3 separate regions of the Gossypium arboreum genome follow, and all the other regions are linked to region 1. Evidence: chromatin contacts called from public Hi-C data. All regions are on one chromosome and are shown on one strand. Each heading gives the region's core, a stretch centred on a gene start, on an enhancer-like site or on the middle of the called end of the contact. The rest is flanking DNA. Distances are from core to core; before and after follow the strand shown.

Region 1 (4,349 bases), core at 944-3,443:
TCTGGTGGAACCAAATAAATTGACACCACCAATTTCTAATGTGATTTTTTAAGTTTTCTAAAATTTTAAATATATTAAAAATGTTAAGTATAATTAATTTTAAAAGTTTAATATATTTAAAATTTTAATATACTTAATATATATTTTAATAGGTAAAAAATTCTTAATATATTTAAAATTTTATAAAACTTAATAAAATTTAAATATATTAAAAATGTTAAGTATAACCAATTTTAATATTTTAATATTTTTAATATATTTTAAAAAATTAAATATATTAAAAATGTTTAAGTATAACCAATTTTAAAATTTTAATATATTCAATGTATTTTTAAAATATATTTTAAACTTTTAATATATTTAATATATTTTTAATAGGTAAAGAGAATTTTTTTAATATATTTAAAATTTAAAAAATTAAAAATGTAAATATATTAAAATTTTAAATATGTTAAAGAAAATGTTGAATATAATAAATTTTGAAATTTTAATATATTTAAATATATTATAATTTTAAAACATATTTAAAAATTTGAAGTAGAGGCAAATTTAATTTTTTTAAAATTTTTTTAATATATTTAAAATTTTAGAAAATTTAAAAAAAATTAGATTGGGAACTGGTGGCGCCAATTTATTTGGCTCCGCCAGAAAATACAATTTTTTTATTAAAGTCCCATCATTTTTTAGAAATTATAGTATTTCTCTAATATTTATACAGGTGGCACAATTCTACATAGTTCCACTAAAAAATTAATTTTTTTATCTCGGTTGCTGATGTGACATGTTAGTGGCGCCAAACTCTTTGGCTCCACCAACTTTCACTATAGATTTTAGGTCATTTATGTATTTAATCAAAAAAATAAGTCATTTGTATAATTAATTAAATTTTTAGGTTAATTTTATAAAAAAAAAGACGGTTTTTAGGTTTCCTTTAGTTTTATTGTTTCATTTTTCTACTATGTAGGCCTTTATCTACTAGGCCTTGTTTCTGTTTTGGATTTAATCGACATTTGTTGGACTTTCTCTTTTGTTCCAGGATTGTTTTAGTATTTCTATAAAATTCAGTCTGTTTATTCAAAAAAAATTATTTCAACTAAATTCAACCATTAACATCCCTACCAAAAACTAAAAACTAAGTTTAATTCTAATCTAATTCACCAAATTTTAGGTAGTATTTAGAAAATTATCTAGTAATTGAATTTGGGTGTAATTATTTGTAACTACACATGAATGGTATGTTATAGTAACCTTTGTAATTAGTGGATCTCATTAAATTTCAATTGCACTTTTCAATTCTTAGAGAGAGAATGAGAATAAGATTAATTACCTAGGTAATTATATCCAAATTCAATTATCCTATGACTTTCTAAATACTTATATATTTTTAACTTTAAGAAATTATTTTTTATACAAGTTTAAGTTATAAAATTATATTATAAGTATGAACATGTACAAATGTTTAGGATAGTTATGACAAAAAAATTCTAAAATTGTATTATAAATATTAAAAGTTTGTATTATAAAAATAATTTATGTTCATTTTATAAAATTATAATAAAAATATATTATTTAAATTCTAAAACATTTCTAAAATTATGACAGAAAAAAGTATATTGTAAAATATGTTATAAAAGTGTTATAAAAAGTGTTACAAAATATATATTTAAATGTTTATTTTTCTTATTATTTTTATTAGTAAGTGTATTATCGACTATTTTATTAGACTAATATAGTACATATGGTTATTTAATTTTATTTTTTAATCATTTAATGAAAAAATTATCGTATTGATAGTTTTTATAATAATTAATATTATTTTTAATATATATAATTGTATATTATAATTTGTACTACCAAACGTGAGGTAAAAAATTACGATGTAACTGTACTCTGTAAGAAATAGAATTCAGGTGAAACTGCAAGCAACATATCCAAATATAAACTTCTAAATAAGAATTATTAAATCTTACTTGCTAAAAAATATTAGGCATTCATAATCTTTTTATTTATTTATTTATTAAGCTGGGTTTTCAAATAAAACTAAAAGTTAAGTTGCCTTCTTTCTTTATCTTCCCCATAAGATGGGCCAAAACTTGCCATTGGCGGATTAATGCTGAGAGACTGAAATGGGTTTTCTTTTTATTGTTGGGCCAGACACTAAAATGCTAAACTCCGATAAAACGGCGTCGCTCTTGTTTCCTCTCTGTGTCTGTCTGTCTTTCCGGTTTTAAAGGATTACTTAGTCGCTCGTTGCTTTGCTGAATGCTAAGCTGAATCTCTCTCTTCCTTAGCACAAAACACATATAATTCAAGGGGGCAAAGATAACACACATGTCTTCCTCTACATGTTTCAGATGCTACCCTTGGTCTTACTCTCCTTCTTTCCCTTTCTTCCAAAAACCCACTTCACCTTTCTCCTCCATCTCCTTCTCATCTACTCAACCAAACCAAACCCAATTCCCTCTCTCCCACGACTTCACTCCAACTCAACTCCTCCACACCCTCCGCCGCCAAAACGACGAGTCCTCTGCTCTTCGCTTATTCGATTGGGCCTCTAAGCAACCCAATTTCATCCCCAACTTATCCATCTACGAGGAACTCCTCACCAAGCTTGGAAAACTCGGCTCCTTCGATTCCATAAAGCTTATTTTACAACAAGTGAAGCACTCCGGTTGTGAGCTTCGTACAGGTACTTTCTTAATTCTTATCGAAAGTTATGCCGAGTTCGGTTTGTACGATGAAATTCTCCATGTTGTTGAGCTGATGGAAGGTGAGTTCGGGTTAAAACCCAATACCCATTTTTATAATTTCTTGTTGAATGTTCTGGTTGATGGGAACAAGTTAAAGTTGGTAGAAATTGCTCATGATGGGATGGTTAGTAGAGGGATTAAGCCTGATGTTTCTACTTTCAACATATTGATTAAGGCTTTGTGTAATGCGCATCAAATTAGGCCGGCCATTTTGATGATGGAAGAAATGCCTAGTTATGGTTTAGCCCCTGATGAGAAAACGTTTACCACCATAATTCAGGGGTTTATTGATGAAGGTAATATGGATGGTGCTTTGAGGTTTAGGGGACAAATGGTGGAGGCTGGTTGTCCGATTACTAATGTGACCGTGAATGTTTTGGTACACGGGTTTTGTAAGGAAGGTAGGGTTGAGGAAGCCTTGGATTTTATACAAGAGATGTCGGAGAATGATGGGTTTTACCCCGATCAGTTCACCTTCAATATGTTGGTGAATGGTTTGTGTAAGGCAGGTTTTGTTAAACATGCTTTGGAAATCATGGATGTGATGCTTCGAGAAGGGTTTGATCCAGATGCATTCACATACAATTCTTTAATTTCGGGATTGTGTAAAATTGGTGAGATTGAGGAGGCAGTGGAGGTTTTAGACCAAATGGTTTCGAGGGATTGTTCGCCTAACACTGTTACTTATAATACTTTGATTAGCACCCTTTGTAAGGAGAACCAAATTGAAGAGGCCACTGAGCTTGCACGTCTACTTACAAGTAAGGGGATTTTACCTGATGTTTGCACATTTAATTCTTTGATACAAGGTCTGTGCCTGACGAGAAATCATACTCTCGCTTTGGAATTGTTTGAGGAGATGAAGAATAAAGGGTGCCAACCCGATGAGTTTACCTACAACATGTTGATTGATAGCTTTTGTTGTAGAGGGAAACTAGAGGAAGCTTTAAGCCTGCTTAAAGAAATGGAGTCAAGTGGCTGTGCTCGGAATGTTATTACTTATAATACTTTGATTGATGGATTTTGCAAAAACAAGAGGATCCAAGAAGCAGAGGAAATCTTTGATGAGATGGAGCTTCAAGGGGTTTCAAGAAATTCCGTGACCTATAACACCCTCATCGATGGTCTCTGCAAAAACAGGAGGGTAGAAGAGGCGGCTCAGCTTATGGACCAAATGCTAATGGAAGGATTGAAGCCTGACAAGTTCACATACAATTCTTTGCTTACATACTTTTGCAGGTCTGGTGATATTAAGAAGGCAGCGGATATTGTCCAAACCATGACTTCAAATGGGTGTGAACCAGATATTGTCACATATGGGACCCTGATTGGGGGCCTTTGTAAGGCAGGTAGAGTTGAGGTTGCAAGTAAACTCCTTAGAACTATTCAGATGAAAGGGATGGTTTTAACTCCACATGCTTATAACCCTGTTATTCAAGCACTATTTAGACGAAAGAGAGCTAATGAAGCTATGAGGCTTTATCGAGAGATGTTGGAGAAGGGTGACCCTCCAGATGCCATCACATATAAGGTAATATTTCGCGGCCTTTGTAGTGGTGGAGGACCAATTGGAGAAGCTGTTGATTTTGTAGTTGAGAT
Region 2 (4,349 bases), core at 1,044-3,543, 330 kb before region 1:
ATGATAAAAAGTTCAGTGCTTACTATTGAAAGATGACTCATCAGTCACATCATACACGAGCAGAATACCCATGGCTCCACGGTAGTAAGCTGCACAAAATGAAAATATCATGTAATTCATCTGCAGCTACTAAAATAAAGTGAATAACCCACAGGCACATTCCAAAAGGATAAAACAAGATAAGTATTTTAGAAAAAAGGAGCAAGCAACCATGTTTGGGGCATGGAAGAAAAGACTAAGCAGACATAAAATTTCACCACCGAGCGCAAAAGCCCATGACTTCCTAACAGACCAAGCATAAAGTCAATCATTATGTTATAATTCTGACCAGACATGTATTTCTAGTCAGTGACACTTTCAAAGCCCAAAAACTAACCGGTTGTAATTGTTCGAAACCGCTCTTGCCCAGCAGTATCCCAAATTTGCAGTTTGATCCTTTTTCCATCAAGCTCTATAGTCCTTATCTTAAAGTCAATTCTGCCAAAGTGAACACTACCTTTAAACAACATGTTCCTAGTAGAAACATAGTAATAAAAAAATGAAGACCACTTCAGTGCAATTACAAAAAAGAGCTACCCAATTGTCGTGATAAAACTAGTAGTAAATGAGCCATCTGAGAAACGCAAAAGGAGGCAACTCTTACCCACACCTGACAAGCACACAACAGCATAAGTAAATAGAATTCAAATTCAAAAGAAAGTGTGAATATCAAGAAAACCTCCTTTAAAATCACCACAATACCAACTATTAATCCCTAATTATAGACAATTATAACTATCTCTAGCAACTAATCAAGTGAATTAAAAAAGGTCAAATTATGTCATCAGTCCATGTACTTGAATGAAGTTTGAAATTTAGTCCTTGTACTTAAAAAGTTAAAAGTTAAATCATCTTACTTTTTTTATTTAAAAATCCTAATCCAATTGGTGACTACATTAGTAAATGTAAATTATTATTAAGTATACCTTATAGTATGCAAATGTTTACAGAAAATACTAAAGTTGTCAACAATTTGGCTTAAATTTTTAAATTTAAAAAGTTTAGGGGATTTAATTTCTAACTTACAATAACTAACTCTCAAAATTTGCCAAAGTATAGGGATTGATGATATGCTCGACCATTAAAAAACAGTTTCCTGTTGCAAATGAGCATGCTACGACTCAATGATACTCAAAATCAGTAGCACCGATAGAGAGAATATTCCCATGGCGATAAGCTATATCAAGACAGAATACATTATCAAATATAAGCTAAAAGACAATACCAAAAATACCATTAGCATATATTCACCATAAAAGGCAATATAAGAGACTTTTTCTTTTCAAATCAACATCGCTTAACGAAAAAAAAAATCGTATCAAAATCATCTGTAAAATAAAAATCAAGCTTAATCTAAGGCAAAGATCTTGAAATGCAAATGACAATCTCACATCTTGGTTTTCCATATTTAGGAAATAAAAATAAATAAATACTTAAAAATAACACAAACATTTCTCACAAAAATGTAGATTGAATAAGTAGATCCAATTTCAGAGCAAATACATTCGTATAACTATCAAGCGAGAAAATGAAAAAATAAATAGTTACCGCTGTCGCCGATTAAAAGGAGCTTGATGAGGTAGTCGTAATCAGCTCGAGCTCTTGCAGGTGGAGCAGCCATGGAAACAGAAGAAATTTATCGAAAACAAACCCTACAAAAAAGAAAAGAAAGGCAAGGGAAAGCTGAGACGTTAATAATCAACGAAAAAAAAGGTAAAAAATAAATAGAAATGAATGTTTTAAAATTGATTCAGTGAATTGAACGGAAAACAGTACCGGATCTGGTGAAAGGAGATGAGAGGAATGAGGAGGGAAGCGCCTCTGGTACGTCAGCACCGGTCGGCCATTGAAGAAAACCTTTCTTTTAGAGAAAGAGAGAAAAAGGAAAAGAAAAATTGAAAAGAAAGTATATTCAAGAAATAAGTTTTGGATTCGACTCCTAACCGTTGGATTAATATTGGGTGATGAGATATGGGTGGATCCAACGGACGGTTTTTTATTTTTTAATTCGTCAACGGACAGAAAATAGGTGATCGAAGATAACGACTAGGCTTCCTTAAAGCTGTTAGTTAAACGGCACCGATTAGTCGGAGATAGATGCGCTGGATTTTGGCATCTAACACCGAGGATGATGCAGCGACTCTAATTAATGTACCTACATTTTATTTAGGGCAAGGATTTTTCTTTCATCTACTTGATATTAAAAATCATTATTTCCATCTATAAATTCAACCCATATTTTATATGTTAAAAGAAACGGGTTTATGTATGGGGAGATATTTCTAATTATATATTTTAATTTTAGTTAATTAAATATATATTTGTGATTGTATGTATAATTGTTTTTTTTAAATGAATTGAGATTAAAATATATTAAATAAAACTAATCTAAGAAGAATCCATCTCAACCCAATTCTTAGTACTCACGCTAGATTTCGATTGGAATATAAACAATAGGCTAATGTTCCATTTATAATTTTAAAAGGTTAAGCATCATATTTTATATTTTCGACCAAAGCCTTTGCCTGCCTTATAGGAAGTCACCAACAGAAGCCAAATACATAAAAACTACTAATTAACTTGCTCTTATATTAAGAAAAAAAAAAAAAGTACTCATCCACTTAGATACATAATTTTATGTGCATATCTTTTAAAGATGGAATATTTTAGTAATAAGGCTTTTAATAATTTCTGCTAGTGCTTAAAAGGATATTTATTACACAGTGGTGAAGTCAAGGGTTAGCAGGACAGTAAAAAAATTCATTTAATTTTTTATAATTTTATAAAATTTTAAATTAATAATAATAAATTTATACTTTCAACTCTTTAAAAATATAAAAAATTAATTTAATTTTTAAAAATATAAAGATATAAACTATTAAATTAGTTTATAATTTATAAAATTTTAAATTAATAATAATAATTTTATACTTTGAACTCTTTAAAAATAATAAAAATTTAATTTAATCTTTTAAAAATTATAAAAATATAAATTATTAAAATAATAAAATTATATTTTTACAATCTGTAAGAATATATAATTTACTTTTGACTATCAAAAATTTGCTAATCTAAACCTGATTACACATGGTTTGAAGTTTGTAAATAAAATAAAATGTGGTGATAAATAAAAAGAATAATAATAATGTTGGTGGCAGGCTACCAGAAATATTATACCTGAACCGAGGATAGTGAAGAATATATGGTTAGTGGTGGGTATGGTAAATAAATATAATGGAAAGGAATATGAAATCAGTATGGGCATGAGGAAGTATATTATATGTAGAAAATCCAATCCACCGGTAGGGATGTTGAATAACCGAATCGGATTACCATGAATCATATTATTTAAAATGTAAAAAAAATTTAACTGTTAATTGAAACGAAAAAGATTTTAAATACATTAATTGAATTAAAATATTTCAATTAATTCTATTGGTTAATTAAAATTTATATATTTTTGTCTTTTAGTTAAAAAATATAAAAAATACATTGCTAATATTTATTTTCTTTTTTAATAGTTCAAAAATATATTATATATAATATATATTATTTATTTCAATTAATATAAAAATAATAGTTCAACAAATACATTGCTAATATAAAATATATATTATTTATTATTTATTTCGGTTAATATCTTATTGAACCGAATTAACCGATAATCGAAATTTTAAAAAATCATTAATCGACTGAATTAAATTCGACCACTAACCGATTAACCGAATTAGATCAACTTGATCAATAATTCTATTTTAACCGAACTATAAACACTCCTACGACGGACCATATATTTTAGTTTGCATGGGAAAAATTGACTCTCTAAATTAATTTTGTTTTTGCAAGTTAAACATGCAATTCATTTGATTAAAAGATGTTGAACTATATGGTGGTCTAGAGAGCAGTTCAAAAACATCAACTAAGCGTTACAATTAGTTGACAAGGGGAAGATGATGGTAGAGTTGGACGATTTACGTGGTTTATATAAAGTGGAGGGTCATCATAAACAGTGTTTTAAGCGAAGATATAAAATTATTTGAAATAAATATAAATTCTTAAAAAACTAAAAATAAAAAGGTATAATAACTTTACAAAAAAAATCATTTTAACCCTCCGTTTAATTTTTCTCTTTTTTAGCCACTAAATTTGCAGTTAAATCACCCCAAAAGAGATGAAAAAATTAACATTTTTTACTTTATTGACATGGCATACATGTAAATGACACGTAATGATGCGACACTAGTTGGGGAAGTTGCCACCGAACCTGTTAAGCTACCACAAGGACCTATAACTCAGTCTCGTGCTAAGAG
Region 3 (4,349 bases), core at 592-3,091, 260 kb before region 1:
TGAAGAAGTATGCTACTAGAGAAGAAACATAATTCCAAAGACAAAATATGAGAAGAGAATACGGGGAAGGGTTAAATTAAACCATCAACAATCTGGCCAAACGGATTAAATGCCTCTTTAAACTGTCCATCTGTTGTTTCTCTTGAAAGACCTGTTCAATTGACCGGAAAAGGGGAGGGGGGTTATGATCAAAAAGTGTCAGCAGGCAATGATGAAAGAAACCATAAAAAAGATATTTAAGAACAAGAAAATAATGTCAAGTTCTCTTCTTTGTTTCACTCCAGATGAACACAACCACCTTAAGGAGAAGAAGGATAATTCTAGCTAAAATATCAATGCGCACCAATTGTTGGAGAACTGATATGTGAGATTCAATATGCCATTGAGCTATAAAATTAGCGTTTCATCCCTTTAATTACTACCATCCACACTAGACTCAATGCTCTCCGCATCCTAATTTTAACAATCTCAGATGTCAACAGGAGTTCTCAGAAACACTTCAGTAAATAGCAAAGAGGCTTTGAATCCGGAAATAAAATGAAGCACATGAGGGAACTCTAGTGGGCACCTAGTAGACCCTTTCCCTTATTTCTGGTTTGCTAAAGTAAATGCCAGCTCTAGTTATTTATACAGGGTTCAAAGACAATATCCTGGGTTAAATGGAAAGGTGAATATGAAAGGACAAAAGGAGCTTTACTTTCTGTTCATATACATTTACAAAATCTCACTTTCAATAACTTGCGTGGGAATACACATCTGACCCACATAATATCAGAGACAAACCCAATGTCAGAGCTTTCCTGCCACGAATGCTGCTTGTTCTTCATCTCACCCACATTTCTGACTCAGATGAACATGATATACATGAAAATTTCCCATTCAAATGCTACCATAACAGCAATAATAAAACATAAACAAAAAGTAATCCTGAATGTTATTTCAGTGCATGCTAGATTCTAACGTTGACTAAAGGCTGTTAACCAACAATTGCATTTCAAGGACTCCTCAGTTGCTAAAACCGCAAAAGATGATTCCGAAACCCTTGATTGGGAAGGTCCAAAGGCACAGTGTCATAATGCCACAACACCATAGATACTTCTATTTCAATCCTTTATTCATCTACCACTAAAGTAACTGCAATTATTCATACAAATGGCAAGGCACGTGCTAAATTATTAGTGGAAAGACTAAATAGGTAAAGAAAAAAAACCCCCAAACTTTTAGCTCATCTTCTATTAGAAATGGTAGTTTGTAATAATAATAGGGTTATGCCTGTAGACCTTGATTAGCCCCAATAGATGCATGCTTTATGTTTAATTCAATAGAAAAAGGGAAACATTCTCTAATTTTCGCTCCTCAGCATTCTCTTTGCATCTTACTAAGGCATTTATTTTGGATTACTAAATTACTTTTTCCCCTAATTTTACAAGAGGCTTTCCATTTTTCATGCAATTTTCTTTTACTTCTTCATTAACCCAATCAAAATCTCAATTTTTTAAATTTGAAATAAACAATAAGAAAATGAAAATGTCAACCAAGGAATCACCAATAAATGAACAAAGGAAATGAGAAAGTACCGCTAATGAAGAGCTTGGGGGAAGTGAGAGTCGAATTCAGACGAATCGAAGCGAACTGAGAAGAAAGAGTGGAAGGCACGGTGAAGACGCGGCGGAGCCTGGAAGCCAAAGCCATCGGAAAGGAGACGATAGAGCCGACGGCCGTTGAAAAAAATGGAGCCAAATTAGGTTAGGTTAGGGTTTTAAGGGTTTATATAGGAGGAGTTTAAAATGTTGAGAGGACTAAAACCCACGCATAGACGTGACGGTTTTCCAAGTTTGGAGTAATAATAAACTAATTTTATTTCTAACATTTTTATAACATAGGGAAATAAAATTCTTTAAGGATAAATATTCTTGCATTGACTAATAGCATAAATACTTTATAACTAATTTATACTTGTAATTTGATTAGTAAATAACAAATTTTCACTTTTTGTTTTGGTTAAAATGAATGATTATATATTTTAATATTAAAATAACAAAACAATTGGAAATTTCAAAATAAATAAAATTAAAAATAATTGCCCAACCAAATTTCACTAATATTTGAAGGACTTAAGTTCTTTTATATTAATTAGTTGAAATACGGATGTAATATAATGAATTACAATTGCAAAACAATAGAATATACATTAAATCTAATGTATTGTATAATTAATTGTGACTTAATAAATTAGATCCATCTGGAGTATTTGATTTTTCTTTTTTCTTTTTCAACTCAAACCAAGTAAACATAAGAAACCGGTCATTACCAATTTATATTAAATTGGTTCCATTCAGATTTCCATATTATTTTTGAATTTTGAAATTTTGGACTTTATTTAGATAAAATTATTTTTGGGTTTAAATTTTTAACTTTAATTAGATAAATTTTTTTTATGTTTCTTAGACTCTATTTGACAATTTTATTTTTTCAATTACACATAAAATCTCAATTAACATATTTATCTAAAAATAATTTATAAAATCTATAATTATAAATATTTATTAAAAATCTAATAAAACTTTAATTTAATTTCAATTTTCACTTAATATAATAAAATGTTAAGTTATTTATATTTCATAATTCTTAAGGTGTAATGACAACAAAAAAAAGCACCCAACTTGAAAATGTTAATAATGATAATAATTTTTTTAAAGTTTTAACAATAATAATAATAGGAAAAGAATACAATACATAATAAGTAAAAAAGGGATGAACACTTAAATTCTTAAAAGTTTTCACAAAAATAATAAATAAATAATGAATTCGTGAGAGATTGACACTGAAATTAGATTTAAGTTTTATTTTTATTTAATTATAAAATATATAAAAGGATAAAGAATTTAGAGACAATGATTTTTGTTTTGGGTTTTAAATAAGTTTAGATATTAGACTTATATGTAAAAAAATACTAAACCTTTTTTGAAATTTTGAATAATTTTATTTTTAAACTTTTCGTGTCTAATAAACTAAACCGAAATCAAACTGAAGTGATGTGATCTAATAACATCATTTAACTAAAACCAAACTGAACTATAAAAACTCGAACTAAACTAAATTACCGGTTTAACTGATTTCCCTATTCAAAATTTTTTTTTAGTCAGCCCTAAATTAAACGTTCAATTTCAATTGGCTAGATAGAAACGTGAACAAATGAAATATACAATTAATTGTATACACGATTAATATTATAATTCATTAAATCATTATATTAAGTTTTCACTTAAACGAATTGAAACAATTCAATCGATTATAATGAAATCATGTGTATTTAATTATGTGCGTAATCCAATAAATTATATAGTTATTAATTCAATTAAATTCAACTTTGCATAAATATAATAAATGAATTATATTAATTTTAAGAATTATAATTAATCGTACATTCAATGATCTAATTAAATTATTTATATACAAATGTAATAACATTACATGCATTTGTATTTACGTAATTATGGAAGTAATCGAATGAATTATACAGTTAATAATATCATCGTTATTTAGTTGAATCAAACTATGTATAAATGTAACCGAAGCAATTATACTATTAATCATAGAATCATAAATATAAAAATATAATTGAATAAATTATATAATTATTCGCACATTTAAGATCCAATCAAATCATTTATGTACAAGTGCAATAAAATTATGTGCATACACATTTTCCTAAATACTGAATATAATCGAATGACTCATACAATCATTAAATAGTTGAATCAATTTATGTATGAATTTAATGACATCATGATGTACAAATAATTTTAACTGCTAATGAAATTGAATGAATTATGACATTAATCTTATAATCATCAATCCAATTAAATTAATTATATATAAAAAAATCTTATGACTATCGATAAAATCAAATTGTATTTCAATCTAAATCTGAATTATTTTAGGTTTTGTTTTATTTCAATTTTAATATTTTTATATCAAAATTTGCTAACATCTAGCTCTGACTTGAGTTTTGACTCTCGAATATTAATCTTATAACTAGCACATTTAACTTTAAAGATATTTAAAATTAAAATAAATTAAATCTTATAAAATAAAAACATGTGGAAAACCAAACTATCAGCATAAATTTACCTAAATCTAAAGTTGTTCCATATTCCATTCATAAAAAATAATTTTATAATTAAAATGTAATAAAAAAATTACAAGCTTAAAAGCCCAGCTTTATTGGCTGCCAAAGATTATATTGGGTAAAAGTATCATGAAAGCCCTTATACTAAAAGTTGGGTTGCATTTTGTCCCCTCTACTAAATTTTTTTTTGTACGTTAGATTAAAGAGCAAACTACCA

Evidence for each region. A called contact is a pair of places that touch in the nucleus more often than the background predicts.
Region 2: a contact with region 1 is called in a Hi-C map of leaf, with 1.8 times the contacts expected there. The contact joins the promoter of LOC108457795 here to the promoter of LOC108460728 in region 1. A contact is called at or near these places in 2 of 5 Hi-C or Micro-C datasets (both in leaf).
Region 3: a Hi-C map of leaf shows a contact between it and region 1, with 3 times the contacts expected there. The contact joins the promoter of LOC108458222 here to the promoter of LOC108460728 in region 1. A contact is called at or near these places in 2 of 5 Hi-C or Micro-C datasets (both in leaf).

What each region holds. Positions count from the first base shown.
Region 1 is chr4:103,076,788-103,081,136 of ASM2569848v2, forward strand. It overlaps LOC108460728 (pentatricopeptide repeat-containing protein At3g53700, chloroplastic), which reads left to right and starts at 2,194. Exons shown (of 1, transcript XM_017760339.2): 1 at 2,194-4,349. The coding sequence starts at 2,332.
Region 2 is chr4:102,746,225-102,750,573 of ASM2569848v2, forward strand. LOC108457795 (ras-related protein RABE1c-like) reads right to left here and starts at 2,294. Exons shown (of 9, transcript XM_017756940.2): 1 at 1,816-2,294; 2 at 1,588-1,691; 3 at 577-649; 4 at 377-477; 5 at 24-89. The coding sequence starts at 1,660.
Region 3 is chr4:102,818,121-102,822,469 of ASM2569848v2, forward strand. LOC108458222 (organelle RRM domain-containing protein 2, mitochondrial-like) reads right to left here and starts at 1,842. Exons shown (of 3, transcript XM_017757535.2): 1 at 1,578-1,842; 2 at 83-151. The coding sequence starts at 1,692.